Linked DNA regions of Mus musculus: region 2 is linked to region 1. The links are chromatin contacts, called in public promoter capture Hi-C maps. All regions are on one chromosome and are shown on one strand. Each heading gives the region's core, a stretch centred on a gene start, on an enhancer-like site or on the middle of the called end of the contact. The rest is flanking DNA. Distances are from core to core; before and after follow the strand shown. Region 1 holds the start of Csk (c-src tyrosine kinase). Region 2 overlaps Gm39344 (a long non-coding RNA gene).

Region 1 (3,992 bases), core at 1,035-3,534:
CAAGTTAGTAAGAAGCACCCAGCCATGTCAGGCCTAGCCACAACCCCTAAGGCTAGACAGAAGAAGTTCGGGTCGGCATGAGGCGATGTGACTGTATACCCCACCCCCACCCCAGTGCTTCTTAGAGCAATGGGTAAAACCTTAACCAAGGGCAAGGGCCTGAGCAAGACAAAACAGCCTGTGGCTCACGGGGGCCTAGGCAGAGCTCAGCATCCTGAGGGGTCTAGAAGATCCTGCTGCTCTGCCAACCTTAGTGCCTCTGGCCTGATCCTGCTGTGGCCATTACCGAGACACTACGACATCTAGGGTCCAGGGAGACAGAAACAAGCCCCAAGTGTCAACATTCCCCCATACTGACACTTTCAGTCCAAGGTTGTCTGCCACTCTGCCTACGCTGACCCCATTCAGGTTCTGACTGAGCCATCTGGTAAATGTGGGAAAGGCAGGGTCAGAACTAACTACCAGGCTGTTTCAAAGCTGCCCAGAACCAGGCTTCTGCACACCTAACCACACCACACCACACAGATGGCCCACACGATTAGGACCCAGTCCCACGCACTGAGAGGAAGTCTTATAAGCAATGCATACGATATCTCGGCCTGTAAGAAGACAGCACTGAGGCCGGAAGCCCTTTCCCTCTTCTCTAGCCCTCTGCAAGGGAACACGTGCTCGCTCACCCCACAAGGTCCCTCTTGGGTCAGGCTGGAGACTGCCAGTGTCCCTGGTAGTTACAGAGTGGGTCTGGTTCCCCTCCACCTCCAGCCATCCATCATTGCAGAAGTGGGAATGAGAGACAGCTAGCCTCCCTCCATCAGGAGCCTGGAATATGACCTGCCCCTTGGGCCTCAGTTCCCTGCTATACAAAATGATCAAAAAAAAAAAAAAAAAACTCCTACTTAAGCTCCAAAGATCCAGTGACTGGACACACCCCTTCCAAATAACTGGTCTGGGTCCTGAGAAGCCTGGGAAAATAGACTGATGAGGATGCTGGGGGTGGGGGTGGGGGGAACGGGGTACAGTACCAATGCCCAGTGTCACCTCTACGCAGACTGGAAGCCCTGCCCAGTTTCTCCACCCAAGGGTCAGAGGTCCCTTGCTTTAAGCCTGATCCTCTGGCAGGTCAAGGGTGACAGGCTTAGTTCAAGGACCCGGCCTTCTATCAGGCACAAAGGGAGGTGGCATGGCCCTGGGCTGCTTGGAGCCAATAGAACCTCTGTGCAACGACTGAAGTAGAGTTCAGAACCAGACAAGCCAGGATACCTTCAGGGAAGCCCTGAACGGGAAAGGGCAAACGCCCGGGAGTCCGGCCCATACCACTTCTCTTCCTCCGGGGTCCAGCCACTTCCCACTCTGCTCTCCTCACGGGAGTTGGGGGGTGGGAAGGTAGGACTCTGCAGACCTAAGCCAATTCTCTCGTGGTGCTGGGTAGTACTACCTCCCTTGTGGCTCATTCCCAGTAGTGTTCTGACAGTGATTCCCGGGAGAATTCGAACCCGTTTGGGAGGTGGGGGGTTGGGGGGATGGGTGTGGGCGCGGCGGTGGTGGCTACAGAGGCGGGACGAGCGACCTCCTCCCTTCTAGGGGGCATTAGGACACCCACCTCCTTTGGGGCTGCCCAGCACTCACCTCTCTGGGGGCACTGCGGTCCAGGCCTCCTCACCGAGGGCGGCATCAGTGGCCTGCAGGACAGTCCATGCGGCCAAGGGGGAGGGGAGGGGCACAGGGGTCCCCAGGGGGTGCGGTACAAAGAGGTGTATGGATGCGAAAAGAGAGGGAAGGGGAGCCAGACAGGCAGGGGGACTGCCGCGCAGCCCCAGGCGGGGAGGGAAGAAAGGCGGGGGAAGGGGGCGGGAGGGAGTCCGGGGGGGAGGAAACAATGTAGCCGGCGCGGCCCCGGCAGAGTTCCGCTTCCGAACGCGGCCACGGAGGTTCGGTTTGGGGACGTCGCGCCGCCGCCGGGGGGCCGCCCCGGGCGTTCGATCGCCGCTCGCAGGGCTTGCCTAAGCCCCACACCCCGGAGGCTGGGCGGCCAGAGGCTGGCCAGGCGGGAGGGACGGCTGGCCCGGGGACGGCCCCGACGGCGGCGCGGCCCGGGTTGGCCCTGCTCGGACCCCACCCCGGTGGGATTCCCCGGGGCAGGGCGCAGGGTGGCGCGGAAGCGCAAGGAAGGCAGCAGGCTCAGCGGCGGCGGCCAACCTCAGCTCGCCCGGGCTCCGATGGGAGGAAGCTCGCAGGCCTGGTGAGAGGAAGCGCGGCCCGGATCCTCCGCCCGCTGCGGCGCGCCTGCGCGAGGGGGCCTGCCGGGCGAGCAGCGGGGCGTGGGTCGGCGCCCTCTGCTGGACCTTGGAGGAAATGCGGGGGGTGTGTCCGCGTCTACGCCCTGCCCCCACTTGCTGGCCTTCGCGAAGGCTCCCGAAGGTCCTTTCAGAGGGCCACCAGCATGCTAGAGCCAACCTCTCAGCTTCCTCTAGGCGAAGCTTCCTTGCTAGAGTGGAGGTTAGGCCTAGACTCTTCTGGGACAGTAAGCATGCATTTACACGGCCCCTGCTCTGTAGTCTACCACCGTCTCTGCTTCCTCCTCCTCCTTCTCCTCCTCTTCCCCCCCCCCCCCCCCCCAGCGAAGTTTTCTTTCTATAGTGGAGGCTAGGCCTAGACTCTTCTGGGACAGTAAGCATGCATTTACACAGCCCCTGCTCTGTAGTCTACCACCGTCCTTCTCCTTCCTTCTCCTCCACCTCCTTTCTCCTCTCTCCTCCTCCTCTTCTTCCTTCTCTTCCTCTTCTTCCTTCTCCTCCTTTGTAGTTTTTTTGTTATCTTTTGTTTTTCTGAGACAGGGTCTCACTATGTAGCTCTGGAACTTGCTCTGTAGACCAGGCTGGCCTCGAACTCATAAAGATCTGCCTGCTTCTTCCTCCCAAGTGCTAGAATTAAAGAGTGCATTTCCGGGCGGTGGTGGCCCACGCCTTTAATCCCAGCACTCAGGAGGCAGAGGCAGGTGGATTTCTGAATTTGAGGCCAGCCTGGTCTACAAAGTGAGTTCCAGGACAGCCAGGGCTACACAGAGAAACCCTGTCTCGAAAAACAAAACAAAACATAAAACAAACAAACAAAAAGAGTGTGCATCACCACTACCCGGCCGGAGTCCACTTCTTAAAACCTCTATATCTGCCAAATTCTCATGAGGGGTTGTTGCAAAAATATTGTCACAAAGAACAAATTGATAAACAATGAAAAAAAAAAAAAAGGTACAAGGTCCACAAGAAACAGGAAAGAAGGGAACATGGGTTGATTTTCTAGATCTGGGAACACAGCAGGGAGACCTGACTTACTTCGTGTGTAGGGGAAAGCAGAAAGAGATGCGGTCAGTCCTGCAAGCTACAGGGCCAAAGAACCACAGAGCTTCTTGGAACTCTTCCGGGCTTTATTTTCAGCTGAGATGCAATAGGGAAGTTGTCACTGGCTGTGTAACAACGTCGGACCAGTTAGCTAATCTCTGTCTGTCCTTTTCCACTGTGGTTTGGTAAAGTGAGCAAGAGCGGTACCACCAACTTTGTAAGGTTTTGTGGAGAGGAAATGAGTTAATAGGTTTGAAGTGCTCGGTGCGCAAGTGGCACGTGGTGAGTCCTCAATTAAACACGGGCTGTTATTATGCACCATTGTTAATGAGGAGTCCGGGATCCTCCCGGAGCAATTTGCTCTCAGCTACAGGAGCAAGCAGTGCTCCTGTATGGGAGGGCCACAGAATGGAAGCACAGTGGCTAGAGAGAAGCCAGAAAGTCCGTTGGAGGTGCTAGGTGTAGGAGCACTTTCTAAGGACCAGGACTGAAAGAGGGTACTAGTTTAGGAGCAGGGGATGGGGGTGAGGGAGTGGGAGGGGGATCTTCAGATGGGAGAGGAGACGCTGCTGGCAAAGACTTGGAATGCAATGTAAAGTGGTACTGACTGAGGGGAAGAAAGGGGCTCTGTGAGAAGCAAGGTTGCAGATTGCAAAT
Region 2 (3,992 bases), core at 451-2,950, 540 kb after region 1:
ACACACCACAGAGAAGGGAAATCTTTAGGATCTAGAGCTGGGCAAAGACTTCTCGGATTTAACAGCAGAAATAAGGAAACTCAGTCAGTTTGATCTCATAAGACATTGTAAAGGGCTTATCCTATGAAAGATTGGGCAAAGAGGATCAAAAGACAAGCTCCTGGCTGGGAGAAGACCTTTGCAAGCCGCGTGTCTAAGCGGTGTGCGGTCAGGATTTGTAAAGTGCTCTCCACGTATCAGGCTGAACACATTACAAACAATCCCATCAGGAAATGACCGCAAGCATAAGCTCAGTTTATTTTAGAACCTGTCTTTGGGGCCAGTGAGGTAGCGCGTTGAGTACAGTTCTCTGTGTACCTGACAAGCTAACAGCAGTTCCTGAAAGGTGTCCTGTGACTTCCATGTGTATGCCACAGCATATGTGTGTGCATGCTCACACACACACACACACACACACACACACACACACACAGAGAGAGAGAGAGAGAGAGAGAGAGAGAGAGAGAGAGAGAGAGAGAAACATACATCACACACACAAGATTTTTTAAAATTAAAATGATGGGATCTTGTTTGTTTTATAGCCTAGGCTGACCTTAAACTCAAGATCCTCCTGAGCACTGGGGATCATAAGCACAAAAGTGTTATCTAACAGTTTGAGCCACTGGTCAAATGAAAGTTAAAACCACAACGGGGTGCCAGTACAGACCTACCGAAATGCCTGATAATAAAAATAGTGACATTCTCAAATGCTGGCGATGATGCAGAGACACTGGATCACATCCACTGTAGCAGGTGTGACGGCAACACTCCGAAGAGATGCATGTCTTCACCAAGTATAGTGGCTCACATGTGTGGTCTCAGAATTCAGGAAGATCACAAGTCTGAGGCCAACATGGGCTACACAGTGAGTTCCAGGCCTAGGCTACACAATGAGATACTGTCTCAAATAAGTAAACAAACAAACAAACAAACAAACACAAACCAGCAAGCATAGCGGCACATGCTCTGCTCTCAACACTTGGGAGGTAGAAGCAAGAGAATAGGGAGTTCAAAGCCATTCTTAGCTTAAAAGTGGGACAAGAGATCCTTTCTCAACAAACAGCAAGCAAGCAAGCAAGCAAACAAACAAACAAACAGAGATGTTTATCAGGATTCCTGAAAGTTATAAAAGGGTTCAGATTGGGAGAAGGCGACCTTTGTGATTAAAAAATGGCTGGGCTGCCTTGATATTCTCATCGGGGAACACCAAACAACTTCCAAATGGGCTTCAAATATGAGTATCAAGTAGTGCTTTTAGGATAAAATAAGAGAATATTTTAAAGACCATAGGCAAAGATTTCCTAAATACAGGCTGAAACGGTACAAATTCAAAGGATTCATAACCAGAGTATGTAACTGACTCCTACAGTAAGAAAAAGATAACCTGGGGATGGAGATGAGTCAGTAGAGTGCATGCCTGCCCGGAGTGTACAAAGCCCTGTGCATAAAAGCCAGTTTCATCCTCAGTACTGAGTAGGGTGTGGTGGTCCACACCTGCAAACGTAGTACCAGGAAGATGGAGTGAGCTGGAGGCAGGTAGATCAGAACTGAAAGGCTATCCTTGGCTACATAGGGAGCTTGAAGCCAGCCTGCGATACATGAAACCCTGTCTAAGAAGATAAGGCTAGAAAGATGGCTCATCCCCTAAAGAAGAGCTTGTGGCCAGGCCTGCTGACATGCGTTTGATCTCCAGAACTCCCGTGGTAGAAGGAGAAGGGCCTCCAACAAGTTGTCCTCTGACACCTCTATGTGCATCATGTAGATGATAAATAGGTGTAAAAAAATGAAAAATGGAAAACAGATACAATCCAATAACAAAGGAAGACGATACTTTTAAAACATTTTTAATATTTGGTTATTTGACACAAAATCTTGCAAACTAGTTCTGTTTGGCCTTGAACAGACACTTTGCATAACAGGATGGGCAGGAAACAGAGGTCTCATGCTTCATTAGTCATGAGCTAGTGCCAATTAAAACTACAACACAGGACCGGTACCAACCTAACAGAACACCCAAAGCTCCAAGCAGATAGGAGCCGCAGTGAGGACCCTCAAGGCTGATGCAAGTTGAACTGGTAAATTCCTGAAAAACTAGGAATTCTACCGAGGCTGAGCATAGGCCCATCCTTTAGCTTCGATACTCTACTCCTACAGAAATGCATAGATCTCCCAAAAGACACAAAGAGAACATTAATAGCAGTTATTTGTAATAGCGCAAACAGAAAACAGCCCAAATGTCCTTCAACAACAGGATGGGGAAATGCGATGCAGTGTGTTCTTAGAACATCACAACAGATAGAGTGAAGAGCCGTGTGAATCCCACAGACTGCCTGCTGCGCAGTGGAAGAGGAACAGAGTGTGTGATTGCATTATGTAAAGTTCCAGTACAGGCCAAGGGACTGGGGCCAGAATTAGGGAGTAGGGAAAGAGAATAGATCAAAGTTGAGGCAGCGGCCGGGGCTGGTCAGTTTATTTCTGTTAATCTGGGTGCAGGTTGAGCATGTTTTTCTCTTTGTAGCAATGTTTTGTTTGTTTGTTTGTTTGTTTGTTTGCACATTTACTGGTTAAGGAACAATGCACCTTGTAATAGGACCTTGAGAACATACAGTGCAAAATAACACAAAATCATTGGCAATCTGTCCAGGGGAGAGTGGGTAGTGACAGGGTGGTCTCTGGGATTGAGCTCAAGGATTTGTGTTTACATGCCAAACATTTTAGTGACTTAGCGATCTTCATGGGGCCAAGACAAACATCCTTTTCAAACTCGAATAAACATTTATAGAACTTCTATATATTACTCTTTGGAATAGGTTCTAACAATCACCAACCATGTAACGAGAGATGCAACCTCTATTCTCTGACAGCAATGCATTGAGATTAAAGACATGATTTTAAAGTGACAGGAAAAGTATACATTTAAAAATGTAAAAGCATGTATCTAAATTATTCATGAGCCCAAGAACAAATCTTACAGGAATGAAATATTTAAGACTGAACGACAGCGCAAACAGTAGCTATCAAAACTTAGGGGCCTGTAGAAGTATGCTTAAGAGGACATTAATAGTTCTACATGTGTATATTAAGATGAAGAAGGCTTAAAAATTCATGAATTAAAAACCGAACTCTACAGGTAAACATGGAGAGGAGGATGGACTGGCCAGACAGCCCTTGTCATACATCTGCAGACAGAACTGTCACGTGGGCACAATGGGAGCCAGCAGCTCCAGCATTCTCCTGTGACGTTCCATGAAGGTAGCCAGAGACTCTAAGCCTTCTATGCTCCACACTGTTGGGTTCTCCTTCAGTCTGAGCTTGGGCTGCAAGCTAACTCTCCATAGAGTCTTCGCAGAGTAATGGTTGCTGGGACCTGGCTGTGCCTGCCTGAGACCTCAGTGTTCAGAAGCAAAGAATAAAGGAGAGGAGAGGGGGGAAGGGAGGGAAGAGGAGGGGAGGGGAGGGGAGGGAAAGGAAGGGAAGGGAAGGGAAAGGAAGGGAAGGAGAAGGGAAGGGGAGGGGAAAGGAAAGGATATCTGGCTAGGCTACCTAGTGAGATCTTGTCTCAGAAGGAAAAAGAAAAAAAAAGAAAAAAAAAGCCCATAAAACAAAAACAACTCTGCTGGATTTACAGCTGGTACCTTGCACTGGGACACTCAGTAAAGGTGGCATCTGTCAGTTCTGATTTGTCTCACAATATCCTAGGACCACTGTAGCTAGAGATGTGGAAGAGAGGAACCCTAGAGACCTGGTGGGGTAAGAATGCTTTTGGGTGCGCTTGGGGAGACTGAATGGAGCCACACGAGTTGGGGGTAGTGATGTTATCTATTTTATGATGAAGATGCATCCGTACGCCATTCATGTGATATAACAAAATACCTTAGAAGGAGTCTAGAAGAAAGGTAAAGTTTTAAATGTCGTTTTAATTGGATGGAGAAGTTATAAATAATTTATTCATA

What was found. Promoter capture Hi-C pulls out the DNA fragments that hold promoters and counts their contacts.
Region 2: a contact with region 1 is called in a promoter capture Hi-C map of the HPC-7 cell line, with 2.6 times the contacts expected there. The contact joins the enhancer-like site here to the promoter of Csk in region 1. A contact is called at or near these places in 2 of 39 promoter capture datasets (the HPC-7 cell line and hippocampal neurons), 1 of 484 Hi-C or Micro-C datasets (embryonic stem cells) and 1 of 115 datasets of contacts at active chromatin or transcription factors (pro-B cells).

Annotation. Positions count from the first base shown.
Region 1 is chr9:57,643,369-57,647,360 of GRCm38.p6, forward strand. It overlaps Csk (c-src tyrosine kinase), which reads right to left and starts at 2,285. Exons shown (of 13, transcript NM_007783.3): 1 at 1,627-2,285.
Region 2 is chr9:58,184,886-58,188,877 of GRCm38.p6, forward strand. Gm39344 (a long non-coding RNA gene) reads left to right here. Exons shown (of 3, transcript XR_870787.2): 3 at 3,170-3,318. Among named protein-coding and RNA genes, the nearest start is that of Gm39344, 12 kb to the left of the region's middle. Within about 2 kb of position 1,701, at least 6 of the 459 cell types and tissues checked have an H3K27ac peak or open chromatin away from gene starts, as enhancers often do. A contact at or near this core is called in the HPC-7 cell line, where this site is marked.